3 separate regions of the Gossypium hirsutum genome follow, and regions 2 and 3 are each linked to region 1. The links are chromatin contacts, called in public Hi-C maps. All regions are on one chromosome and are shown on one strand. Each heading gives the region's core, a stretch centred on a gene start, on an enhancer-like site or on the middle of the called end of the contact. The rest is flanking DNA. Distances are from core to core; before and after follow the strand shown. Region 1 holds the start of LOC107927880 (transcription initiation factor TFIID subunit 14b). Region 2 holds the start of LOC107920719 (protein terminal ear1 homolog). Region 3 holds the start of LOC107927969 (NADH dehydrogenase [ubiquinone] 1 beta subcomplex subunit 9).

Region 1 (4,815 bases), core at 614-3,113:
GAGCCACCAAAATCCTTCATGCTGTCTTACTTAGAAAAGGCTTGTTTTCTGTTTCACCCAATATCCACAGCGAACTCATTTTCACATATGCCGCATGCCTGGAAAGCAAAACCAGCATTAAAATCTTAACCAATTACTTCAAATCCATAAACCCCCCAAACCCATTGCCCTTTAATGTAATAATATCTGATTTTTCAAAAAATGGGTTTGCGTTTTTTGCACTAAAAACTTTTTCTTTTATGCACTTTAATGGCATTTCTTTGGATACTTATGCTTTGTGTAGTTCCATATCAGCGTCATCTTCATTGAAGAAAGCTGAATTTGGTAAACAAATTCATTCTCACGTGGCGAAATCAGGTTGGACGTCGAGTGTCTTTGTAGGCAGTGCTCTAGTTGATTTATATGCAAAATCGTCACTTATCGAAGATGCAGCTGTGATGTTCGATGAAATTCCTTTTAAGAACTCCGTTTGTGCAAATGCACTTTTATCAGGATTTTGTGAGGCTAAGTTGTGGATTCAGGGACTTGTACTTGTTAGGAAGATGCCTGGATTGAATTTGGATTATGACCATTTTACTTTATCGGCTATGTTACGTGCATGTGCAGGGCTTTCGGCTATTGAATTGGGGAGGCAAATGCATGGATATTTATTCCGTAAATTTTATAATTTGGTGGAGGATGTATTTCTGCAAAGTTCATTGATTGAAATGTATGGAAAATGTGGGTTGGTGATGCAAGCTTTCCAAGTTTTCAGTTTGGCAGGGCTGAGATTGGGGAGGGAGAAAAGAAGGGATGTTGTTCTTTGGACTTCAATGCTTGGTGTGTATGGAAGAAATGGACACTATGAAGACTTGATTTTGTTATTTAAAGAGATGTTGAGGGAGGGTATTAAGCCTGATGAGGTGGCATTTGTAACAGTCATCTCAGCCTGTGGTCACACTGGACAAATAAGACTAGGCCTTGAGTATTTTGATTGCATGACTCATGTTTACAAGTTGATTCCTGGTCCAGAGCACTACAGTTGTGTGGTTGATCTACTATGTAGGGCTGGTGAGTTAGAGAAGGCAATGAAGGTGGTCAATGAGATGATGCTTCAGAAAGGCCACAACAATGGCAGTGTTTCCTTATGGGTGGCTTTACTTAGTGCTTGCAGTGATCATGAAAATGTTGAGTTGGGTAAATTTGCTGCTCAAAAGGCACTCGAGTTGGATCCTCAGAATGTTGGAGTTTATGTTAAGCTATCAAATTTATACGCTAGGTTAAGAATGTGGGATGAGATTGGTCAGTTAAGGGAGACAATGAAGCAGAGAGGATTAAAGAAAGATACCGCATTTAGTTGGGTAGAAGTCAGTGGTTGAATAGAGCAGGTATCAGTCATGAAGGAGACATGTAGGATGTAAATGGTTTCATTTGAATGAACATGTGGGATTCTGAAGCATGCAGTTTAGAAGGGTGAATACGTTGATAACTTCATGTTACAACATGCTTTGGAGGAAACTGCAGCATCTTCATTTTGGCTGCTTTTATGGAGCTTGCAAGGATTGTGTTGTATAAATTATGTTTAGTGCACATCATTTTCACGTTAGAATTCCAAAGCTTTAACCTTATGAACACGGCCAAGATTTCATAGGCATAAAAGTTTGGAATTAAATTCCAGTTTGGGGCAATTTAATTTGTTCCTTATTTCTCTGTCGGGGCTGCTGGGCCAACTACAAAAGGGCCAGACTCAAGCTGGCCAATCCTACTGAACATAACATTAAAAATAAGGGCCTTTTAGTCATTCTATGGTGCACTTGTTCGTCTGTCACATTACATGTTGCTCTATTATTGGCTAAAATCATGAGTGTTATAGAAACCTCACTTACGCAATCAATTCCTCAAACCCCATGCCCTGCAAACCAGGCACTGTAACTAAGGTGAAAGAAAAACCCTAATTTTCTTTCTAGTTGAACCTTGATTTCTCACGAGGTTGAGCCGATTTTCTTACATGATATGATAGATACTTCATTGTCGAAAAAGAAAGATCCAGATCAGCCGGAGATTAGCTTGCCCACGCTCAAATCACAGCGCACCAAAATGGGCAAATCCGAAGACAGTGAAAAGAAGGTAGTCTTGAAATCTCAATTCAATTTCGGACTCAATTCACCTAAATAACATCACCCCAAGAAGCCAAAAAGCTGTCTTTTTTCTTTTCTTTCAAATTTCCGTGTTCAGCTATTTGACTGATGTTTAATTGAATTTTGGAGCTACAATTTGTCATCATTTAAATTTGGAGTTTTACCCAATATGTCGGCAATCAAAATGATGTAACCTATGAAAAGAGAAATTAGTTTTCAACCTGGTTGCACTAAAAAACTATGATTTGAAATGTTTTTATTACAGAACAAGTAGTTCTTTTGTCAGGAATATCTTATTGTTGTATTTTTTATGATTCCGGTGCAGAAGAAGATCAAAGATGTTGAAATAAGTGTTCCTATCGTATATGGTAATGCTGCATTTTGGCTTGGTAAAAAGGCAAGCGAGTGAGTATTTGCTTAACACTTGGAACTTTTGGAACTTCTGCTTTCTTCTTTGGTTTGTTATTTGCACGTTTCAGTTACGTTTGGTTTGTATTTTCAATGCTTGATTCAGGTATCAATCGCACAGATGGACTGTGTATGTTCGTGGGGCAACGAATGAGGATCTTAGTGTGGTTGTAAAGCGGGCTGTTTTTCAGTTGCATTCCAGTTTCAATAACCCAACAAGGGTTGTGGAGTCTGCTCCATTTGAGTTATCAGAATCAGGGTGGGGCGAATTTGAGATTGCCATTACACTATTCTTCCATAACGATGTTTGTGAGAAGCCCTTGAACTTGTGAGTTGCTTTGCCTGTTAATCTGGTTTTAGTTAAGTTGGTTTATTCCAGAAATAGCAGAGGTTTAGTCCTAATACAGTCATTGTTTAATTAGGACATTGTTAAAGATATGTAGGAGAAGAACATACAATTATGTAGCACTAGAAAGAACTTCTACTCGTTTTAATTTTGATGTTGTTAATAGTCATTTGGCCTACAGTGGATAACTCTTACCATGAAAGACTACTTTACTGTTGATGTGTCTCAGTTGGTAATCAAGTGTAGAAAATTAATGATTTGGTTATATTTAGATATAACTGTGAGATACATGAATTACTTTATTTGTTGTTTTCCATTTTATATTATTCAATTTCTTAAGGAGTTGGCTGGAATCAAAGTAAACATTTTAATAATCAGCAGATATAATGTTCTGATTATGTTGAATTAATGTTGGATTTTCTGACATTCCAACCCCCCCCCCCCCGCGCGCGCCGTACTGAAGATATTTAGTGAGTGCTGGAATTTTCTCGCAATGATTCAGTTTTTAACTAACAATTCTTGCTATCAAAATCACATATCACCCACTCCATTGATGGAAAACCAAAAATCTAAATAAAGCCTCAAGGCAAAATGTTGATATTAAAATTTTATTCTCCAGATATCATCATCTGAAGTTATACCCAGAAGATGAATCTGGCCCCATGTCGACCAAAAAACCTGTTGTTGTGGAATCCTATGATGAGGTTGTATTCACAGAACTGTCAGAGAGTTTTTTAGCTCGTGTGCAGAATCATCCAGCAGTAACCTTCCCCAGGTTACCAGCTGGTGTTACTTTACCACCCTCGGGTTTATTCCTATGCCTTGTCTTTGAAATTTTTTGTTTGGTGTTAATCTTATGTTTCATGAGGATACCTCTAAATTGCTTGCAGTATCAACTGAAGATGAAAGTAAAAAGAAGAGAGGTGACACTAAGGACCATCCCCTAAGCCAGTGGTTCTTGAATTTCTCTGAAGCAGATGAGCTATTACAACTTGCAGCTGCTCGTCAGCAGGTAAGCAAGCATGATTTTTACTTCCTAGGATGAGTTTCCTATTTGTGAAATGTGAAATGCAAAGCATCTTTACTTTTTCTATTTCCAGTTACATTTGGTTTGTTCACAAACTTGTTCACCGACATCTTTTCAAAATAATTGGCCCATTATCATGTAAAGATGTCAAGAAATTCAAATGTTTGGATATTTTAACTGGAATGTGTAGGTACAAGCTCATATTGCTAAGCTCAGGCGACAAATTAGCTTGACCGACGGGCAGAATCAACAGTTCAAACCACTCTGAATAGTGAATTTACAGTAGTCTTGGAAATTTTGAGACTTCCACTTCCAGTTTAAATTGATTTTGCGGCAAAGGCACGTGATGGCATAGTAATGTAACTGAGATATGTATTTTCTAAGACTTTGCTGAGTTTTGTCTTGTTTTCTTCCTTTTCATGGCTTTTGAGCTCTGAACTAATAAAAGCATGGCAAAAGGAACAGTATCTACTATTTCTTTCTTTAATAGAAGGTAAATTCACTAGTTAAAAAAACACCAGTTTCTGCTAGTTCTCCTTGAAGATATACAAGTATATACTGCCTGAAAGTAAAATATAGTGGAAAATAAGAACTAGTCCTTAAATTTTAGTTTTTTGCAGTTTTCTGATAAGATGCAGTGCTACAGTTCACTGTCATGCTAGGAAAACTCATGACAATGATTTAGTCTAATCCCAAAAGACTAAGGGTGCGTTTGGTTCGCTGTATTGGATTAGAGGTGTATTGGATTAGAGGTGTATTGGATTAAAGGTGTATTGGATTAGAGGTGTAATAGCAAATCAACTGTTTGGTTGAATGTAATGGAATAGAGGCGTAATAGTAATCTTGTGTTTGGTTGAATGTAATAGAGGTGTAATAGCATAATGGAAAAAATTAAAATGACTAGAATACCCTTAGCA
Region 2 (4,815 bases), core at 947-3,446, 200 kb after region 1:
GGTTTATTTGTATTTTAAGGCTTATATCTCTTTTCAATGGCGAAAAGGTTTTCTATTTCAAACCTATTACTTCAAAAACAAAAAGTTGTTAATGGAAACCTTCAACTACAAAGCTGAGACGTCTCCTTCCAAATATGAAGGAGAATGGAAAAACCAAAGGCACAGGCACAGGCACAGGCACAGGCACAGCTTCCTAAAACGATCCATTCCAACCAGGGATTTACTGCTCTAGTAAAAATCGGCATTTTCCTCCTTTGGTGAAACGGATTTTCAGTCCAAGGACTTCTTGTCGTTTTACAGCAGTTTTAACATACAAACTTGATTGAATGGTGCCCCAAAAACACCGTCAAGGCGTACACCCACATAACTACATGCAGCTTTTGTGCTACTCGAAGAGAGGGATACTGCCATTACACTTAGCGGACTATATACATTTACATAACACCCAACCAATTACAAGGTGGATTTCGCCACCTGCCCTTTGATTTTACATCTGATCCAGGTGCCAAGGTCCACCCCATCACATTGTGACCAAAAAGAGTCTAATAACAAACTTAAGAACACAACCAAATTGAACACCAACAACAGAACTAAACTAAACAGTTAAAAAAAATAAAAAGAGGCCACCACTGTTTTTGTCTCATACGGCCATACATAGTAGTATCCCAGACATGTCACACTAGTTACTTAGAACCTATGCATCTTCCAACTATAGTTTGTTTCACCGCTTGCTTAGAACCATCACGTGCTGGATTGAAACTCAGTGGTTGAAAGTTTTCACTAGGAAATTCCATATTCTCAAAGTGCTTCACTAGCTCCTCTCTCCCCTGTTTAAATGTTGAATTCACCAACTTAAGTACTTAAACAGGCTTAACTTTGTTGGGTTTATAGATATACAAAAATGTATACCTGAAGTTTGGCGCAATGTATCTCACGAATCTTGTTTGAGTTGATACAAGGCCAATGTTTATTGTGCCAAGCACGGGAAAACTTCCTGGCTGCTTTTGGGTTCGTGAAGTTTACGAATGCATAGCCCTTGTTTGACTTGGTACTACAATCATGGAAAACAATTGAGTATTAAAATTATAGGTAAAATGAACCAAGTGAAATGAAATGATCAAGGAATGTGAATTTTTGTAACATACACAAAGTCTATCGGAAGGTATAGAAAATCAAACGCTGTCAATGAAGGTTGTTCATCTTCATCTGCACTACCAATCTGAGACTCGGCCTCTTTATTCGTAAGCATGCAATGCTGGTCAAGAACATCCTCCAACATCTCTCGTCTACAAACCCCAATATCCAATAATTCATTCAAATGTTTTAAGCAGACAAATCTATAAAGATCCGTAAGGCAACCCAGAAGATCTTCACAAGTCTTAATCAACAGCAAACACTAATAAAAAGCAATCAATAAATGCTGAAAAATAATCACAGGGAAGACGAAAAGACAACTAAAACATTCATAAACCCATAACATTGAATATAGTTGAAACCAAAAGATTATATATACGTGTATCTGTTGGGTATGTTCTTTATCATGACCGTCGTTTCCAACCCGTCAGGCTTTAGAGGAATGGGTGGATGTTTCTCTCGCTTGTTATACTTATTACCAGCCCGACCTCGAGCCTTCTTTGGGCAAGTTTTAGCAAAATGCTTCTTGTCTTGAGAACTGTAACTGCTAGGCTTCCCCCTACATTGTTTCTTGCGAGCGTAGCTACTATTACGATCAACAATTACAAACCCTTTTTTCCCATATCTTTTATCGCTCTTCCAGTAAGGTTTATCTCTAACGCTTGGCCTGGTACCTCCCAAGTTTTCCTTTCGAGCCGCTGTTCTAGGCTCCGGCGCTTCGTCGACCACCATGGTAGTCTTGAATGGTTCCAGCAAGGGAGAGACTGTTTCAGTCATGGCCACAGATGCAGAAGCCGCCTTCTCAGGGATGAAGAAATGGGGCTGAAGTGCATGTGGATGAGGATAGGTGTATGAAAGGTGAGAGACCGTGGAAGCTGACAATAAAGGATGGGTATAATAATGAAGAAATATTGGAGTTGAGGGTGAAAACACGGGAGAAGAAGCTGAAAGCAGACGTTTCCTTGCAGGGAAAAACTCAGGGGCTTCTGGGTTTAAGCTCCAGTTTCTCATCCCTATGTTGTGGGGAAAATCTTGGGCAACATCAGCTCTCACGGTCGCCATGTTCAACTGTAACACGCTAGCACGGTTCTAAGGCCATTGACCCTTGACCTTCCACATATATACTAACCCTATAGTTCTACCTTTTCCCTATATATTCAAATTTATTCGGCTTTCTTATTTAAATAATGTAAAAAAAATTACCTCTATATCCAAAAGTTATTTTTCAAATAATTGTTTTAGGGTGCCTCTGTAATGGAGCATTTTTTCCGTAAATGCCTATTTCTAATTTTATTTACAAAAATGAATTAATTTTTATATTATTTCCTGGAAATGGTCGAAATATGTAAAATGCGTGTATATAAAAGTATTTTTAGGTGAAATTTCAGCAAATTACGTCTTTGAGAGAGCGATTTTGCCATGTCAGCACAAAATGTATTGATGTGGAAGCATTTTACTAATGTGACAAAATCGCTTTCCCAGGGACGCAATTTGTTCAGTGTTTTTTTTCCAACGGCTATTTAAATTTTTGACCGCTGGAAAAAAAAACTATAAAAACCCCTCCTATTTTTTTTCACACAATATTTCTTTTAAATTTGGCAAAAAAGCTCTCAAATTTCTCTCTAAATTTCTCAAAACTCTCTTTAATTAATTAATTATTTTAATTATTTTTCTAAATTAGTATTTTTTATAATTTCAAAAATATTTGATTGTGTTAGCAATAACCGGGGAATTAATTTGTTTCAATCATAAACATTCCGTCGAACAAATGAAAATGGTAAGGGTTAATTTTAAATTTTGAATATTATTTAATATTTTTTTCATTTATGTAATTTAATTAATTTTTATTTTATAATTTTTTATAACAGTCTGTAGATCGAGTGTTACAATTATATTCGTAATATGTATGGTCTTCCATCACCGTTGATAGAAAATTACTTGAGGGAAGCGGGTTTTTGGCACGTAGCCACTATAAGTCAAGGGTGCAAGTTGGACTCGAAACTCATTAGCACGTTAATAGAGAGGTGGAGACCCGATATGTGCTCCATGCGGAGAGTGTACCATCACTTTGGAGGACGTGCAGTTACAATTGGGATTGTCGGTGGATGGGTCTACACTCACCGGGTCCGTTCAATCTGCTAATTGAGGAGCCGTATGCTACGATCTTTTGGGTGCGATTCCGGATAATATTTACGGAGATCGGATCGAGATAGCCTGGTTACGAAACATATTCCCGAAGTCGGGGAATGATTCAACTGAAGTAGAAAGAATATGATATACTCGGGCATACATCCTTAAGATGATTGGAGATTATCTGATGTCAGACTTGTCACGAAACCTCATACATTTGAGGTAGCTACTGAAACTCGTTGATTTTAGAGCAGTTGGCGAATTTAGTTGGGAGTCTGCTGTGTTGGCAACATTGTATCGAGAAATGTGCGGGGCGATACCACCAAATAAAGCTAAAATTAGAGATTGTCTATCACCACTACAATCATGGGCTCGGTTTCGCTTCTATTTTTACGTCATCGAGTGAACCACCCATATACATTCTAACTTATAACGAGGTAAAATTTGAATATAAATTTTACAATTATTACATAGATTTAAAATATAATTGTATGCTAAATTTTTTTTTTAATTAGGTGGAACCATTCCACGAGTTATGTTGGAATACCTACCGCCCTTGAAGATATACGGCTTCTATTAGACAAACGGTCGGAAGTGCAAGTAAGTATTAAATAAAATATATATACATAAAATAGTCGTTTCATTTTTAGTATTTAGTATTATATATATAACTAATATTTTTATCACGTTCTTATAATTTCAATGGACATCATACGAGGATCCAGCAATTCGGACAGTAATTCCAAATGAATTCTTTCAAAATCTGAACATTTGGCATGTTAAGGTCCCATTGGTCAACTATGTTACTGTCGAGATGTACCAGACTGATAGAGTGTTGTGATAATTTAAATTCCAACAATCAATTCCCGTGACACTTGAGGTGCTCGATGATGAGCACAAAATCAATTTACAGTAATCGAATACGAATTGGCCGGTATTTTTCTCGGAATATATTAAAATTTGAGAAAATCGGTATGATCATATACCTACTCGCTAACTGATCATCGTTCTATAGTTAGCGTGTGAGCCAGATTTTATGCCATGATTTTGGATCTATGATAAGTCATATTTGTTGTCGGAAGAGCAGAGGTGTCAGCAAATTCATGTTGAAAGAGAACGACGGGGTCCTTTAAATCCAAGAAAAAGAGATGACGGCATGGGCTCATCAACAGCTCCGACACAATCACCGGGCCCAACTCCTCAACCAACAACACCCATATCATAGCCTCTTCAGATTATGCTAGCCCTTATATGTTTCTTTTTCCAATCCTATGCCAAGTTGGAATGCATGGCCCTGTGCATCTCCTTTCCCGATGACTCCGACTCAACCGATAATTTATGAGTCATTATCGCAGAAGGGGTCGCACGAGGCACTGTCGGGGAGCTCATCTCATTACCAATTCCCATTGCCTTATAGGATTCAAACACCTCCGATGTGAGTGATGCAAACACCTCCGCATTCTTTATTCTATCAAGGTGGATCATCCTCCCAACACTCACAACTACAACCCCCGCCTGAAGCTGAGCCAATGAGGAATCCAACGAGTAACC
Region 3 (4,815 bases), core at 1,472-3,971, 150 kb after region 1:
CAAGAGCGTATGAATAGTTCCGTGATTTTGGCTAAACGATTGTTGAATCCTTGCGTTGGAATCCCTCAAGGAGTCTCTAGACCTGAATCAACCAAAAATTGGAAAGTTTTAGCATCACAAAAAATAACAAAATGTTCAAAGCATCTAGTACCTACGTGATTTGACATGGCATTTTCTTAACAGAGGATGCTTTGGTAGAAGATTGGATCCTTAGTGCAAATATCATTCAAATTTGAAAAGATACTAACATGTCGAGTATCATTTATTTCGAGACAAGAACACACTAATCACTCCCTAAATAAACTAAATGATTTCAGGAGAGTGTATCTCGAAAAACCTTGAAATTATTTTCACAATAACACCCTGCTAATACATTTTTGCATGTATGTATTTTCAATATAAATCCAAGAGATTATCGCAACTAAACTTCTAAAGAAAAGCGCAACCAACCAGTGGCAAGTTGTAAGACACAAACCAAAACTTTGACAAGGGAATTATACAAAGAACAAAGAAAACCTAAATAACAAAGTAAATGGCTAACCTTTATTTGTTGGGGTAGAAAAGATCATGTTTTAATCATTTTCTTCTTTACCATAATCATATAAAATCTCAATCTGCATCAAGAATGAAATATCAGAACTGGATAAAAATTTAAAAAGCAATTAAATCAATCAGGAATTTTACTAATAGTTGCTTGAAAGCTCCTAAAAGGATCTAGGTCAGGTAGCTAAGCAACAGGGTAGAAACTCCATTACAGGACAAGATGAACACTCCTGTTCCCTTCACCCTATCTTTCTCCAGCAATTAGATCATTTTTTGACACCTACCGAGATAAATAATATACTCAAAGGAAGAAATGATTCTAAAATAGTAGGAAGAAAGAAGCTATCTGCTATAGAGAAACAAAACAAAGACAAGTGAAGAGGATTCTCTAATTACTTTTCTTCTAATCTGCAGCATGATGGGTTGATAATCACTATGAACATTGGATAGCCGTAGAGAAGGCCAATGGACAGAACAGAACAGTGCGGTATGTGAGAGGTGCAATCTCAATTTTCTCCAGCTAAAATACTGGATTTTTTAGATACCATGAACAAAGAAGAAACAAAAATAAGTGGATGTCTACTCTAAAAGCAAGAAAAGGATAGCTTACATTCATAAAGGTAGACACATGAATACTCCAAAAAAATAAAAATAAGAATGCATAGAATACAACAAGAATTGCAGACAAGTGAGGAAACATGCGAAAACAAAGAAATAGCATATTTGTTGGCAAATGGCAAGAACGGAACTAAAAGAATTACCCCAGATGGCGGGACAGGGTTTCGAGTGAACTTGGAACCACCAGGAGCCCAAGGAACTGCAAATGGAATTAAGATGTTAAGCTTCAAACCACATAACAGGTTTAAAACTGGAAAGTTAGCAACTTATAAGGAAATCGCAGTCAATCAGTCAAGTGTCACAACAAGAGCAAGACTTAACAGTAAGAACCAAGTACTTTTTACCAAATACAAGAATGTAAGTAGATGGCACCAAGCAAGGAGAGGTGAAGTACCATAGTACTAGTTTGGTAGCAATTCTCTTCACCTAAATACCTTGTTTCTCACAGTCAATGAAAATTCACTGGTAATAACCAAACTATTATTTATCTGAGATGGAATCAAAATCCTAACAAAGAGTAAATGAGTTACCATAAAAAATTCATCCTATTGTCAATTTTTTGAGCCATTTTCCTCTCAGTTGTTGCACAAGAACTTCAAAAGAACACACACGTATATATACAAAAATTCCTTCCACGCGAGAACTATTGAGATGACATAGACATTCGATTTCCAATACACTAACTCTGCCTTTGGTAATATGCATGTATCTTAGAGACCAAGTGTATGCATCAGAAAAAGAAAAGTTTCATATCCCATTACTTCAAACAGAAGTTCTCTTATAAAACCAACAACATTGAACATACTATTGTAATCTTACCAATATAAGGATCAGGATGCCGCCACTTATTATAGGTTGCTTCACCTGCAGCTATCATTTTGTCGATTGTGTCAAGATCTTCCTGCAAAAACCCAAATTATACAAAGCAACATCATCAAAGATACTTAGTGAAAAGCCAAAACAACCGCAAAGTTAAACCATTAAAAATATAATCACCATTTACATGAGTCCTTAATAAGTTCAATGCAGAAATTCAATGAGATCATTTTGTCATAATAGAAACAGAAAAACAGAACACCCAGTAGGTAAATCTTCATACAATTTATCACTGAATATGATTAATTAAAAAAAAAAGAGGATGATATAATGTGAAAATGGGAAAGGAATGAAGACGAACCACATGCTTGTTGGCTTCGAATTTTTCGCGAAGATCAGAGGCCTACAAAAAAGAAACTTAAAATCAAAGAATCGATCAATTAAGAAAGAAAAAAAAATGAGGGGAAAGATCTGAGAGATACATCTTGATAGAAGAGGTGGCGATGGACGGCCCAATTGAGGGTATCTTTGAGGGCACGGCGGTAGAGAATCCGAACCCTCTCTTTCTGAGCTGCTCTTCGAGCTAAATACGCTGCCGTCGTGGCTCCGCTCATTTCGGCTGCTTTTGCTTTTTCCCAGATTCTGGACTCTTCTTTCTCTGGCTCTTCCTACGCTGTTCCTGGTAGGGGAAGTGTTGATGTAAGACTGTACACACGGACTCATTAATTTTGAAACGACACCGTTTAACGTTTAACGTTTAAAGTAAAAGGGATTTAGCTGGTAATTTGTGTTAATTTTTGAGACTTTTTCTTAATTTGTTATTTAAGTTTTTTTCCATTTAGTACCTGAATTTGATTTTTTTTACTAATTTGATACTTAAATTTTTTTAATTCAATTAGATATTTAAATTTGACACTTTTTTTTTAATTTGGTATCTAAACTTATTAATTGTTATATAAATTACCAAAAACATTAACTATGTTACTTTTTTTTATAAGGGTATAGAAATAACTAATGCATGACTGATATGTGACACATAAAATGAAATTTAATGACAATAATAATTACATTTATTTGGAGTTTCCACTGATTTTCTAAATTATATGCTCGAATTTTACTTTTCATTAGGGTTAAGATTATTTTAAATAATTTAAAAGGGATCGCATGCTTAAATCATTGTTTGGTTTTCAAAAAGCTTTCAATTCCACAAAAATATCATCAGTATTAGAGGAAATCTAAGTTAAAAAATTGTACTTTGAGCTATACATGAAGAATGATTGAAGAAGAAAATTAGAGTTTAAAAAATCTAAAATAAAAGATACTCATTGTATTAAAATAAAAGAAATAAAATAAAAGTAATTGAACTTTTAGAATGCCAAAAAATATTTCATGTCATCCCTCGTATATCAATTATATATTAATTATTTTGTTACCTTGTAAGAAAATTATATTGTTAGCATATTAGAGTAATTTGTATAACGTATGACAAGTTTAGATAACAATTTGGACCAAAAAATATAGCTATCAAATTTTTAAAAAAATCAATTTCAAGTACTAAATATTATATTTATTCAAAAGATAAATACATATAAATCGATTTTTCTTCTTGCACATTAAAATTGTAATTTATTATAATCATATATTAAGAATTTAATGTGGGTCAGGTGAATACATTGTCACATCCCGAAAATCGGGTTAGAAGAAATTGGGTTAGTGAAATCAAAAGTGGTCACGCCCTATTTTGAATAAAGGTTGTGAAAATTATGTAAAGTAATTTGTTCTGATTCAGTGGTTAAGAGATGTGAGTAGTGTGTGTAAGGTTCTGAGTTTAAATCATTTCCCTTGAATTTTTGCAAAATCTCAATCTTTGAACCTCTGATTTATAAATTATTTTTGCTCAACTAATATTAAGAATGAGTTTGTTGGTTTAGTGACAAGACTTCAACTTACTCTTTAGTCTTGTGTTTGAATTCTTGCGTATGCAAAGTGAATTATTTTTTGTTTTAAACTCCGAGAAAAAAAATTTGATGTGATTAGTTAGTGGGGTAGTTTTAAAAAAAAGGTGACGAGGGATTTTCCTAATTTTTCTCCCTCAACCGACTATTTCTCACTCTCCACTCTTCCATTTTCTTTTCTTTTCTTTTCTTCTGTTTTTTTCTATTATTCCTTTGCAACCTTTAATCTTTTCTTTTTGATCAATTATGCTTGTATTTTGTCGTTGTTCTGTTGTTTTTCATGCCTAGTTTTTGGATTTTGTTCTTTGGTGAGTGATTTGGGCTTCCGAAATTGTGGTAAGTGATGTATAAGTATGGTCTTCTTTGCCATTGTTGTTATTAGTAAAAAAAATGTTCTTTTGGTAAGGTTTTATTCGAGGAATTCTTGTTGGCTCGATTGCTCTTTGATGATTTCTTTTGGGGGTTTCTGTTAAGGGAGGATCTCGAGCTACATAAATCTCTTTCGACTAATTGAGTACCTTAGTAATTGCTTTCTAGGTAAGGGCTGGTTTTTCTAGCGTTTTTAGTTGAATGAATGTTTTGAGTTCGTTGAAATTGTATTAGTTTACTTGATATTTTGGTGTTGTAATAGGAGTTGGTAGTGTTGCTTTTAAGTCGACATCGGAAAACAATCAAGTGTGTGTTTTTAACTCGAAACCCCCGCGAATAAATCTGGAAAATTTGGAAAAAAACCCAAGGAATTTAAAATTGTTCCTTGTCACACGGTTGTGTGATAGGTCGTGTGGCAGACCATATGCGTCACACAACCGTGTGACTGGACATGTGGGGGAACACGAGCGTGTACGATTACACGGTCAAATTAGGTAGGCCGTGTGGAGCACAC

Evidence for each region. A called contact is a pair of places that touch in the nucleus more often than the background predicts.
Region 2: a contact with region 1 is called in a Hi-C map of leaf, with 2.5 times the contacts expected there. The contact joins the promoter of LOC107920719 here to the promoter of LOC107927880 in region 1. A contact is called at or near these places in 2 of 34 Hi-C or Micro-C datasets (both in leaf).
Region 3: a Hi-C map of leaf shows a contact between it and region 1, with 2.8 times the contacts expected there. The contact joins the promoter of LOC107927969 here to the promoter of LOC107927880 in region 1. A contact is called at or near these places in 13 of 34 Hi-C or Micro-C datasets (fibers, hypocotyl, leaf and 2 more).

Annotation. Positions count from the first base shown.
Region 1 is chrA12:7,266,359-7,271,173 of Gossypium_hirsutum_v2.1, forward strand. LOC107927880 (transcription initiation factor TFIID subunit 14b) reads left to right here and starts at 1,864. Exons shown (of 6, transcript XM_016859004.2): 1 at 1,864-2,106; 2 at 2,443-2,522; 3 at 2,632-2,853; 4 at 3,491-3,678; 5 at 3,762-3,883; 6 at 4,089-4,403. The coding sequence starts at 1,993. The coding sequence ends at 4,166. LOC107927871 (pentatricopeptide repeat-containing protein At3g12770) reads left to right here. Exons shown (of 2, transcript XM_041082604.1): 1 at 1-1,916; 2 at 2,000-2,106. The coding sequence ends at 1,358.
Region 2 is chrA12:7,470,651-7,475,465 of Gossypium_hirsutum_v2.1, forward strand. LOC107920719 (protein terminal ear1 homolog) reads right to left here and starts at 2,197. Exons shown (of 4, transcript XM_016850554.2): 1 at 1,514-2,197; 2 at 1,146-1,286; 3 at 910-1,051; 4 at 246-827. The coding sequence starts at 2,196. The coding sequence ends at 684.
Region 3 is chrA12:7,414,688-7,419,502 of Gossypium_hirsutum_v2.1, forward strand. It overlaps LOC107927969 (NADH dehydrogenase [ubiquinone] 1 beta subcomplex subunit 9), which reads right to left and starts at 2,722. Exons shown (of 6, transcript XM_016859113.2): 1 at 2,460-2,722; 2 at 2,339-2,380; 3 at 1,981-2,062; 4 at 1,305-1,360; 5 at 542-614; 6 at 1-82. The coding sequence starts at 2,591. The coding sequence ends at 573.